2 separate regions of the Mus musculus genome follow, and region 1 is linked to region 2. The links are chromatin contacts, called in public promoter capture Hi-C maps. All regions are on one chromosome and are shown on one strand. Each heading gives the region's core, a stretch centred on a gene start, on an enhancer-like site or on the middle of the called end of the contact. The rest is flanking DNA. Distances are from core to core; before and after follow the strand shown. Region 1 holds the start of Gprasp1 (G protein-coupled receptor associated sorting protein 1). Region 2 holds the start of Zmat1 (zinc finger, matrin type 1).

Region 1 (5,740 bases), core at 106-2,605, 730 kb before region 2:
ATTATCTCCTAGCTTCACATTCAGTTATTTTACAAACATTCACAACAGCCAAGTTATACAACCCTCCGGATGTGTCTATCAATGGAAATCCACAAACATGAGAACAGCACTACTGAGTATAATTTAGGAAACAGTAATTACGGAATAAATGCTTGCTGGATACAGATACTTGTTTGGTAAAGAATTCTCTGATTCCCTTTCTTTTTGTCATCCCCCCATGACACCCCCAAATCTCCACGTTCCTCTGCTATATTCTTAAAGCCTGATCATTTCCATGAAGGGACAACTAAATCATCTCTGCACAGTTGGTCGTACTGGTAGCAGTAGGGATGAAACGCCTGACAATAACAGGAAGCTGGGGAAATAATGAAAAGTATCATTTTCAATTTTCTTACACATTCTTATGATTATCCCCCACCCACCCACACAAACCTATCACATTCTGCAACATAGTTGGGGTAACGCGGAGGGCATTTCTGGAAGGCTGGAAAAGAGGAGATGTAGAAATTATTCTAGAACCCTACCTAGTCTTGCAGCTTTCTCCCACAGTACAGAAATCAGGTCAGTTTTGTTTATCTTCTCCCCTCCCCTTTTGATCTGCCGCCCTGAAACGTGGAGAAATGCAAACTTGGCACAAAATCTATCCACACAAATGAATGTGTGATAGCCCCAAATCAAATGAAATCGCACTGAGTAAGATATGGTTAATTAATGGTCAGATAAGAATGTGCAATCTTCGAATACACCCAACACAAGATTTAATGTTCCCACATCTATAACCCCTTTGTGTATCTCCTTCCTGATTCTCAAGGCTCCTCAGACAACTGCGTTCATCAGTGGTGGTAGTCCTTTCTCTGACAAGTACGCCATCTCCCCAGTAGATGATGCCATTGCATCCATCTCCCTTCCCAAACGTGATGAAGCGAGTTTCTGGAAACGTAGATAGCTTTTTCTCATCCTCCCTAGTCTGTCTTCCCAACACTCGCCCCCTAAAATCAGGTCACCAATCCCGCACCAATCATGGAACCCGCAACCACAACCCCAAGCAATGCCCTCCTTCTTACTGACCTGTTCTGCTTGAATCCAAGGCAGTTTTCTTAGGTGCGTTCTCTCCGGCGGCGCCTTCCCACACAGAAAGGAGGCAGGCAAACGCCGTCGGCAGTCCGCCGCAGGGAGCAGAGGCAATGGCGGCGACTGTAATTTAGGGGCTTGCCGGGAGCTTGGGATGTAGGACAAGATGAAGGGCCATGACTAGCAAATTACTGTCACCTTTCGGTACCCACTCCTCTCTCCGGTCCCTCACGAAGCGACTACATAGCTACCTACATCCGCCGGGACGCACTAGGCGCGGCTACGTCATTACGGAGGCCCGCAGAGGGAGGAGCTAGAGTTATTTAAGGAGTTCCGGCTTAGGGAAGCGGAGTGATACTACTGTGGCGCACACTGCGACACTTAGGTTCTGATCCCGAACTAGGGAAAACCGCGCCAAGCACCCGCAAGCAGGCGATTACCAAATGTCGGTTTTAGCTTCCTTCTTAGACATGTCTTTCCATTTCGAAATGCATGCGGTTTTCACGCTGTGGCGTCAGAAGAAAAAGCGGCCGCCTTACCGGGCGGAAGGATAGCAAAGAATTCTAGTGTTTTTACACGTTCCTCACTAAACCCACCGCCCACTGAAGTGAGCTGGTTAGGTAGGGGAGGGGCTCAAGGTAGAAACGATGCTGGGGGTGGGGCGGTTCTCAACGCTGAAATTACAAATAAAAATTCTCATTTATTCCAACAAATTCTAAACTGTTCCTTCTACAAGCAAAATCCGCCAGTGATGCACCTGTAAGGGCTTGTTTGCATAAAATTCTTGCTGCAGCGGCAGAACCTATGGAAAACTGCTCTGCTGCCAGACCGTTTTTGTTTTGTTTTGTTTTGTTTTTCAATCTCCCTTTTTATGTTTCCTGTTGCCACCCCTTGAAATCTTTTGCTCTTATTGTCCGGCATGTTTCTTGTTTTGAAATAGTTTTAGATAACATGAAGTAAGGATAGAGGAAAAACAGGGAGAAAAAGAACTGTGCAGACGAGTTCTACTCCAGGATGACCTCACTACCATAAGGTGCAGTGGCTTGGATTTAATCTAGGCACTGGGAAAACAAGAATCTTCTTACTGACAAGACATAATACCAAAGTATCTTTGTACCCGTGGACCAACACCAGTCCCTGCTCTGTGGATTTCTCCGGGCTTGTTCCCTCACGTTTCTTGCCCCCTAAATCTCTGACTATATAAGTCCTTGCATCTTGAATGCTGGGCCTCATGTTTGTATTATCTATTTGAACATAAATTTAATTAAAATAAGCCTTAGAATCAGAAAGTGTTTCTAACATGTATACCACTTAGAAATGTCCCAGCCCATCAGTCCTGTATGCCTCAACTCTAAGCTGAGCTATGACATTAGTAGATTATGATGAGAGACATTTTTCCTGTTTCAGGGATGTTTGTAATTTTGAAATTGCCTTAATAAAAGTGCATGGTTTCCCCTCAGTCCCAGTCTACATTATCAGAAAACCTGATAATGTCATGAGGCAGGAGGTTAACTTTTGGAAGGAATAACCAGCCTATAAGGAACAATACTAGGTGGTGATGGTCAGTCCAGACAGACCATCTTCATGACCCAGGACACAAGATGAAAATAGTTTTGGTGGGAGGCTCAATAAAACATAATTGTAAAAAATAGGTGGTAGTGGTCCCTCCAGATGGGCCAGCCCAGGGCCCTAAAAACAGTTAAAGAGAGAGAGATAGAGAGAGGGAGAGAGAAGAGAAGAGAAGAGAAGAGGAGAGAAGGAAAGAAAAGAGAAAAAGGAAGGAAGAAAGAAAGGAAGGAAGGAAGGAAGGAAGAAAGAAAGAAAGAAAGAAAGAAAGAAAGAAAGAGGGACATCTGGGTTCTTTCCAGCTTCTGGCTATTATAAATAAGGCTGGTATTAACTTAGGCAAATGGATGGACTGGAGGGCATCATCCTGAGTAAGGTAACCTAATCACAAAAGAACACACATGATATGCACTCATTGATAAGTGGATATTAGCCCAGAAACTTAGACTATCCAAGATACAATTTGCAAAACACAAGAAAATCAAGAAGAAAGAAGACCAACATGTGGATACTTTATTCCTCCTTAGAATAGGGAACAAAATACCCATGGAAGGAGTTACAGAGACAAGTTCCAAAGCTGAGACGGAAGGAAAGACCATCCAGAGACTGCCCCACCCAGGGATCCATCCCATAAACAACCACCAAACCCAGACACTATTGCATATGCCAGAAAGATTTTGCTGAAAGGACCCTGATATAGCTGTCTCTTGTGAGACTATGATGGGGCCTAGCAAATACAGAAGTGGATGCTCAGAGTCAGCTATTGGATGGAACACAGGGACCCCAATGAATGAGCTAGAAAAAGTACCCAAGGAGCTAAAGGGGTCTGCAACCCTATAGGTGGAACAACAATATGAACTAACCAGTACCCCCCAGAGCTTGTGTCTCTAGTTGGATATGTAGCAGAGGATGGCCTAGCCGGCCATCAATGGGAGGAGAGGCCCTTGGTCTTGCGAAGATCATATGCCCCAGTACAGTACCAGGAATAGTACCAGGAAGCAGGAGTGGGTGGGTAGGGGAGCAGGGTGGGGGGAAGATATAGGGGACTTTTGGGATAGCATTTGAAATGTAAATGAAGAAAATATCTAATAGAAAGAAAGAAAGAAAGAAAGAAAGAAAGAAAGAAAGAAAGAAAGAAAGAAAGAAAGAAAGAGAAAACAGGAAGTAGTGGTCAACTCTGGATAAATCCACTCAAACCATTTTCCAGTTTCAGGGTCTTTTTGGCTACTGGCGCATCGACAGAATGCCATTATCATTTCCCCTAGTAAGCCTTTTAACTTTAATGTATCTTTAAACCCTTAAACATATGCTGCATCTTCAATAGTGTTTGGTGCCAGTTGTTTTCTTGACAAATCCTGATGGGGATATGGGGGGAAAAAAAAGCTTATCCACCCACTGTTGGTGGAAGTGTAAACTGGTAGAACTGGTGAAACCACTATGGAAATCAGCATGGGGGTTTCTTAAAAAGTAAAAATTAGAAGCACTGTGTGACTCACTTATACCATTCCCAAGAACATTCCAAAAGAGCTCCATAATCCACCACAGAGATACTTGCATATCCATGTCCATTGTGGCTGTATTCAGAATAGCTGAGAAATGGAATCAGACCAGATTATATGTCCATGAGTATATAAATGGATAATGAATACACACACACACACACACACACACACACACACACACACACACACACCTTAGTACCAAACATCAGGTACCTTACTATGAGTTGTTGATCAAAGAAGCCTCAGTGGTTTCCAATACACCCAATTTCTATTGCTCTTGGTTATTTCCAGATCAACAACAACAACAACAACAACAACAACAAAATAGGTTCCCATGGCTAAACACATTTCAAACTTTGATATTTTGGTCGCAGATTCCAAAGAAATCAAGCTGACAGCTAGCTGGAAGGGTCCCTACTGCCTGGTTACCTTTCATAGTGCCAAAATAGGATGCTATTTGGGCTACTGGAGAAAGAAAAGCTATGAATGGTCCTAGGAAGCTGTGAACTCTGTGAACTACTTTGTTGGCATGTCAGAAAATATTTACTTAGTGTTGCAATATCAGAATGACAGCTACTTGGAAAGTGAACTGCTTTAATTGTATTTGAAACTAATTTCCCAGGAGGGAAGCCATGCCAAGTACTGGAATACTGGTCAGTACTCCATAGTTAACAAAGTCATGGGTGCAAGGGAGGAAGCTTCTTCTTCTTTTTTTTTTTTTTTTTTTTTTGGTTTTTGAGACAGGGTTTCTCTGTATAGCCCTGGCTGACCTGGAACTCACTCTTTTTTTTTTTAAGATTTATTTATTATATGTAAATACACTGTTGCTGTCTTCAGACACTCCTTACAGAAGATTGTGAGCCACCATGTGGTTGCTGGGATTTGAACTCTGGACCTTCGGAAGAGCAGTCGGGTGCTCTTACCCACTGAGCCATCTCACCAGCCCCATGGGAGGAAGCTTCTATTTCTACTGAGGAAGTTGTCTTGCTAAGTAAACACAATCACACTGATTTATGGGTATGTGTGGATTTGGTTTTGGTTTTGGTTTTAGATAAGTGTCTCACTGTGTAGATCTGGATGGTCTGAAAGTTGATATGTAGACCAGACCTGGCTACAAACTCAGAGCTGGACCTGCCTCTGTAGTGCTTGGAGTAAAGGAATAAACTACCACCTCTTCTCTAAACATTTACATTTATACCCATATGTTAGTGCTTCTCTCATCCTTGTTTAGCCTGGCAATGGTAGCAAACATCTTTAATCCCAGCATCTTGGGAGGCAGGGGCAGGTGGATCTCTGTGAGTTTGAGGCCAGGCTGGTCTACAGAGCAAGTCCAGGACAGCTAAGGCTGTTTGTTACACAGAGAAAGAAAGAAGGGATAGAAGGAGGGAGGGTGGGAGGAAGGAAGGAAGGAAGGAAGGAAGGAAGGAAGGAAGGAAGGGAAAGGAAAGGAAAGGAAAGGAAAGAAAAGAAAAGAAAAGAAAAGAAAAGAAAAGAAAAGAAAAGAAAAGAAAAGAAAAGAAAAGGAAAGAAAAGAAAAGATGAAGAGGCAGCTCTGTTTGCAGTGGGTGACAACATGGAGAGTGGTCAAAGAGCTGAAAATA
Region 2 (5,741 bases), core at 1,692-4,191:
AATGTGAAGATGGTTACATGATATTCTTAGTTACTTTTGCCAATAAATTTTAAAATTGCAGACCAACTTTAGTATTATCAAAAGGCCTTAAAAGTTTGAAAATACAGTATTTTTAATCCTATGAGAATTTCATATTTATATTTGCCTCTTATTCCTCCCCTAAGTCCTTCCAGATGTGTTACCTTCTTCCTACCCTCTTCCAACCTCATGTCCTCTGTTTGTTTGTTTTTAAACAACCCAATGAGTCCATTTGTGCTGCTCATCCACTCACGGTTATGGGAGCATCTGCTGGAGTATGGTGGACCTACCAGAGACCACAGCCTTAAAAAAAAAAAAACTGACCCTCCTTTCTCCCAAAGCTTTCAACTTAGCAGCAGCTACTAGCTGGGGTTGGGGCTCTTAAAAGCCCCTTCACCAACACTGGAATGTGATTGTCTTGATCTTGTAGAGATCCTGTGAAGGCTGTGAGTTCATGTACGCAATGGCCCTGTTGTAGCTAACCTCTGGCTCTTACAATCCTGCCATCCCCTCTCCTTCCACGGTTCCTAAGCCTTGCCAGGAGGAAATGGGATACAGATGTCCCATATGTGGCTGAGCATTCCACAGACACCTCTGCACTTTTTGACTGCTTGCAAGTGTGTTCATCAATATCCAGTTATTTACTGCACAAAGAAACTTCTTTCGTGTCTGAGAGCTGCACTAAACTGTAGGTTTAAGTTTAGTGACAGGAATTTAGAGGGCAGTTTGCTATTATATCCCTTTAGCAAAATAGTAGCAAGTTCACCCCCTGGGGCCTGTGAACTCCCCAGCTGTGAATCCTTAGGGAGATTTACAATACAGGGTATGTGTTTCCTTTTGAAACAGAGTTTTGTTTGTTTGTTTTTCCAGAAGGGGTTTCCTCTGTCTAACAGCCCTGGCTGTCCTGCTGTAGGCCAAGTTGGTCTGGAACTCACAAAGATCCACCTGCCTCTGCCTCCTGAGTGCTGGGGTTAAAGGCACACACCCCCATTGCCTGGCTTTAAAAGCGACTTTTAATGTCAGAACTCTTAAAGAGTTTATGAATAACTGATGGGACTAATAGAATATAAGCCGTAAGTTATTTGAAAGTGAAAATGAATTTAATATAAATGTAGCAGTAAATTAATCGGGTAGCTGTATTTCTTTACCTTATGTTAGCCCCCAATAACTACACAGGGACACCAAGATTTAGTTAAAATTGCACCTCAATAGCTAGGCAATTAAATGATCTTTACTTTTTATGCTAAGCTGGCTACTTCCTAGCACCACCCCTTGATTCTCGCATATTATTATTGATCTGGCTCTTTGAGTTTCATGTGTGTTTCCATGACTTCTCTCTGGACACCTCATGGCTCCAAATCCTCCTCCCTCCTTGCTAATCTGAATCTCTTTCTCTACACTCTCTCCTTCCTCCGGTTGGCAGACGTCCTGCCCTATTCTTTATCCTGCCCAGCCATTGGGCAATCAGCATTTATTGACAAATGGTAAGAATTGTTTATACAAACTTGAGACAGGAGATTCTTGGTATAAGAATTACAATGCTGTGTCTGGATTAAAACAAGGTATCAGGCCACAGAAATCAGCATTTGAATAACAGTAGGGTAAACTTTACACAGTATACAAAAACCTTATACCTACAGAAAGAGTCTGATTACCAAGGATCAAATTGTTTCCTTTAAATTTCATTTTTGGGGTCTGGAGAGATGATTAAGCGGTTAAGAATACTTAAGTGCTCTTGCAAAGAACTTGGGTTTAGCACCCATATGGCAGGCAGTTCATAACAGTCTGCTTCAGTCCCAGGTATTCTGACACCTCTTCTGATCTTGATCTCCTGCATGAACTACAGTGTAATTACTTACACTAAAGCACACGCGTGCACGCACGTGCACACACACACACAACTAAATACTTTTTAAATTAAAAATAAATGCCATTGCTGGATAACAGCTTGACCTCTTTCAAATTTAATTTAGGTATAATAATAACCATTATTTGAAGTCCAAAACAAATTTTGTGTTATTTTTTTTAAAAATTATGTTTAATTACTTGGTCTATATTTAAAACAATTTCTTTAGAAAATAACTATAATTGCATTTACTTTTAAATAATGTGTTTTGGCATAGGCAATCATTTTGCAAAATCTTTAAAATTTAATGCTTGAGATCAATAAACTGAAATATTGGGCAATTCGAAAATATAAATAATGCTTCACGACAAGCCGGCCAATTAGATTATTTCCATTAACTACACAATTATATGAAAATTTCAAAACAAAAAATAGTTTTGCAATAGCTGGTTTTAAGTGTGTATTTTTTATTATAACAAAAATAACAGTATTTAAGCATACATCTACGTGACAATTTGTATGTTTTAAAGGCAGGGAAATGAACATAAAATATTGGAGTTCTAAGGGGTTTGGGGGAAAGTGATGAGAATTAAACGCTGAGTAATAGTTCCGTTCTTCCACTGTGCACCAGATTTACGGTAATTTTGATGGCCAAGCTGTTGTTTAAGGGGCCATTTAGACTGAAGGACCAGATCCTGCTTATTTCAAAAGAGGGGAAAATGTCTTTTAGAGAGATTTTGGAGGTGGGATCAAGAGAGAGCCTGACATTTAAAAAAAAAATGCTGTTAGATTAGTGCGTCAGTCCCCACCGTATAAGGACATTTGTTTTTACATCCCGCGCTTTTTGCCCTTCGCCCTTGGCCATCTTTTTTCTTCCTCTCCGGAGGGAGGTCCGTACTGCAGAGCCACGGGGGAAGGGGGAGGCATCCTGCGGGTGCATGGCTCTCCTATTGGAGGATGAGGGGAGCCAGAGCGAGGCTGGGGTTGCCAAAGAGGAAGCAAAGGATGGGAGGTGGAGCTTGGGCGAAGGCGGGGCTAAAAAAAAAAAAGCCTAACGGAATCCGGACTCCAGTGCAATTGTGCGCGCCAGGCTGCGACGGCGGCGGCGGCGGTGGCGTCGCCGAAAGCTGTAGCTCAGCTGGCGAGGTCTTCCCACCCTCGGGAAGTTCCCTAAGCTGTCGCCTCCGCCGCCGCCTACGCGGCGGCAGCGGCGGCGGCCTTGCTGGTGCCTCCCTCCTCTGCCACCTCCACCCCTGCCTGCTCACTTGCCGGTGCTGTGGAGAAGGCGGCGGCGGCTTTGGCGGCTCCACTATGGCGGCGGCGGGGAGGGGGGACAGTAGTTTTAAAGTAGACACCTGCCCTTGCCTCAGAGAAGGTGAGTTCCCGTCCCGGGACGCGAAGGCGGCCTGTTCGCCTTCGCCGCCAGTCAGCAGCTGGCCCGGAACCCGGACTGGGCGCGGTTCGACACCGCCCCACCCCCCACCTGCTGTGGCGCAGTAAAGGCCAAGCTCGCCCCGCCCCGCCCCGTCCCGCCCCGCTCCGCTGAGCTTGGACCTGTCCCACCCCACCCCCACCCCATCCCACCCCCCTCCCTAATTAGGCCCTAGGGTCTCAGAAGGACTGAAGCTGTGAAGGGCATCCCTAACCTCCCCTTCCCCAAAGCCCACCCCCCCCCCAGCAAAGGAATGGCAGATACTCTTAAGACAGGAGTTTGAAGGGGAAAAATAATAATAAACATAATTTTTGTCTTAGCTAGCCGCTTTAGGGGGAAGTAGGATGCTGATGTGCAATTTGGGAAGAGGAGGCAGAGCAGAAGTGCTGTGGAGCCAGGGAAAGGAAAGGGAGAGCAAAGAGGGACTATCAGAAATTTAACAGGAACCCCCCCCCCCTCCCTGGTGCGATTCAACGTCTTGCAGTGTAGAAACTCAGGAAATAAACTCGGCAGTGTGATATTTACAGAGAGACGACAGAGTTAGCAATTTGGACAGTTTAGCATGTGTACTTGAGCTTTCAAGTAGAATTTGTTGGACGTGAGGTCATAGGTTCCTCTCTGGCAATGAGGCCTGTACTGAAGAGAAAGTGTTTGGCAGAAGCACAAATTTCAGAAATCATTTGGAGAATTTTCTTTGGTATTTGAGGTTAAGGCCTAGTGAAACAGGGTTAAGGGCCCATCTTTAACATTTCTTTGGGTTCAAGTAAGTGCTGTTGTACCTGCCACCACTTACTATGCCAAACATGGAGAGCTATCTCTTGACTGTTTGAATATAAGCGACCTTTCACACAGGCTATTATGTATCTGTAAGCAGCCTACTATTAGACTGTGAAATCTGCCATTGCAATGTGGTTGAAAGCAGTTTGGGCGATGTTCTTAAATGGTTAAGACGGATTCTGCTACAGAAGTGCTCAGATCTAATAATTACTGTAAAAATATTTTCTGGATTACCTTATCTTGTTCATGGACATCCAAAGTGAAAGATTGTGAATGTAAAAATAGAGGAAACAGGTTAGATTCCCTTTTTCTTGGGTAAAGACACTCATTAAAATTAACCTCATAAAATAATTTCTTCTGATGTATAAATGATATGCCCTTGAGGGCCATTCCACAATATTTCACATCTTTCACTTTGGTGGAATGACAAAACAAATTTTTTTAAATCCCCTATAATATTTGCAATGGGCATATTATATTAATGCCATCTACTAAATACGGAAATTGGGACTCCACTGGGATATGATCATGATTTAGTAACAGGCTAAGTGAAGACAATTTTTGAAAGAGTAATGTCTTCAATCAGCCATGAATTATAGCATTGTTTGGAAACTCCTGGGCTTTTACATTTTCAAGGGGACTTTGTGGTTGTTTTTTTCCTTTTTTTTTTTTTGGTTCATTTTGAAACATGGTCCCATGTACTTTACACTTGCCTCAAATTCACTGTGAACTGGTCCTCCAGTCTCCACTTTCTGAATGCTGGGACTACAGGTTTGTACCACCACTCCTAGCTTTTACTTGGATAACAAACTTTGTCCATAGCCAGCAAATAGGTGAGAGTTGTTTTGTAGGCATTGAACAGTTTTGGCTCTGGTGACCAGTTCATACTGAACTTTAGAAACAATATTTTATAGAAAAATGGCTTTTTACCACTCTGTGTAACTGCTTTGGTTACAGTGTCTTTGGATATGTGCAAATAGTAAAAGCATTCTAAGAGAGAGAATTTCAGGGACCTTCGTGATGGCACAGAGGGAAAAGGAGCCTGTGCCAAGCTTCAGAAATTACTCCTATGCTGTCCTCTGACCTCTCTCTCTCTCTCTCTCTCTCTCTCTCTCTCTCTCTCACTGTGGCACATGTGTACTCACACAAAATGAAACTCACACAAAATGAAGACAAGAACATAATTTAATAAAGTCCAAACAATATCTGGAATCTGGCACAGTACATACAGATTACGCTGTTTATAAAACTACTAGACTTTGGGATCCTGAATTGGTCCCAGATGTCCTTGGTTTGGGCTTCCATGTCTGAAGCAAGGGACTTGGAGAAGACAAACTCTGAGATTATTCTCTGACCTGAAAATATGGTCGATGATTTTGGAGTTTACATTGTTACTTCTTTTGGTGGAATTTGGTGGCTGAATACAAAAGTAATAATTCATAAGTCATAAGAAACCTTGATGGTAGTTACCACTTTACACTCACTGAGTAGTGAAATCTGTGTTGAAATACTGTTGAGAAATTTTACTAGTATAGGAAAAAAAGAAATGTAACTGTAATCTCCGATTGTCTGTCCTTTCATTTTAGTTAAGTATTTTTCATTAACTCTGAAGTCCAAACTAAAAGCCCCTTATATTTTCACTTAAAAAAATGGTAGATGTTTAACACA

Evidence for each region. Promoter capture Hi-C pulls out the DNA fragments that hold promoters and counts their contacts.
Region 1: a promoter capture Hi-C map of liver shows a contact between it and region 2, with 6 times the contacts expected there. The contact joins the promoter of Gprasp1 here to the promoter of Zmat1 in region 2. A contact is called at or near these places in 6 of 39 promoter capture datasets (erythroid cells, hippocampal neurons, liver and 2 more), 1 of 115 datasets of contacts at active chromatin or transcription factors (memory CD8 T cells) and 1 of 9 other capture datasets (liver).

The regions. Positions count from the first base shown.
Region 1 is chrX:135,738,307-135,744,046 of GRCm38.p6, reverse strand. Gprasp1 (G protein-coupled receptor associated sorting protein 1) reads right to left here and starts at 1,355. Exons shown (of 11, transcript NM_026081.5): 1 at 1,069-1,355. It overlaps Armcx5 (armadillo repeat containing, X-linked 5), which reads right to left and starts at 1,355. Exons shown (of 4, transcript NM_001009575.5): 1 at 1,069-1,355; 2 at 433-484.
Region 2 is chrX:135,006,409-135,012,149 of GRCm38.p6, reverse strand. Zmat1 (zinc finger, matrin type 1) reads left to right here and starts at 2,941. Exons shown (of 7, transcript NM_175446.3): 1 at 2,941-3,239. The coding sequence starts at 3,176.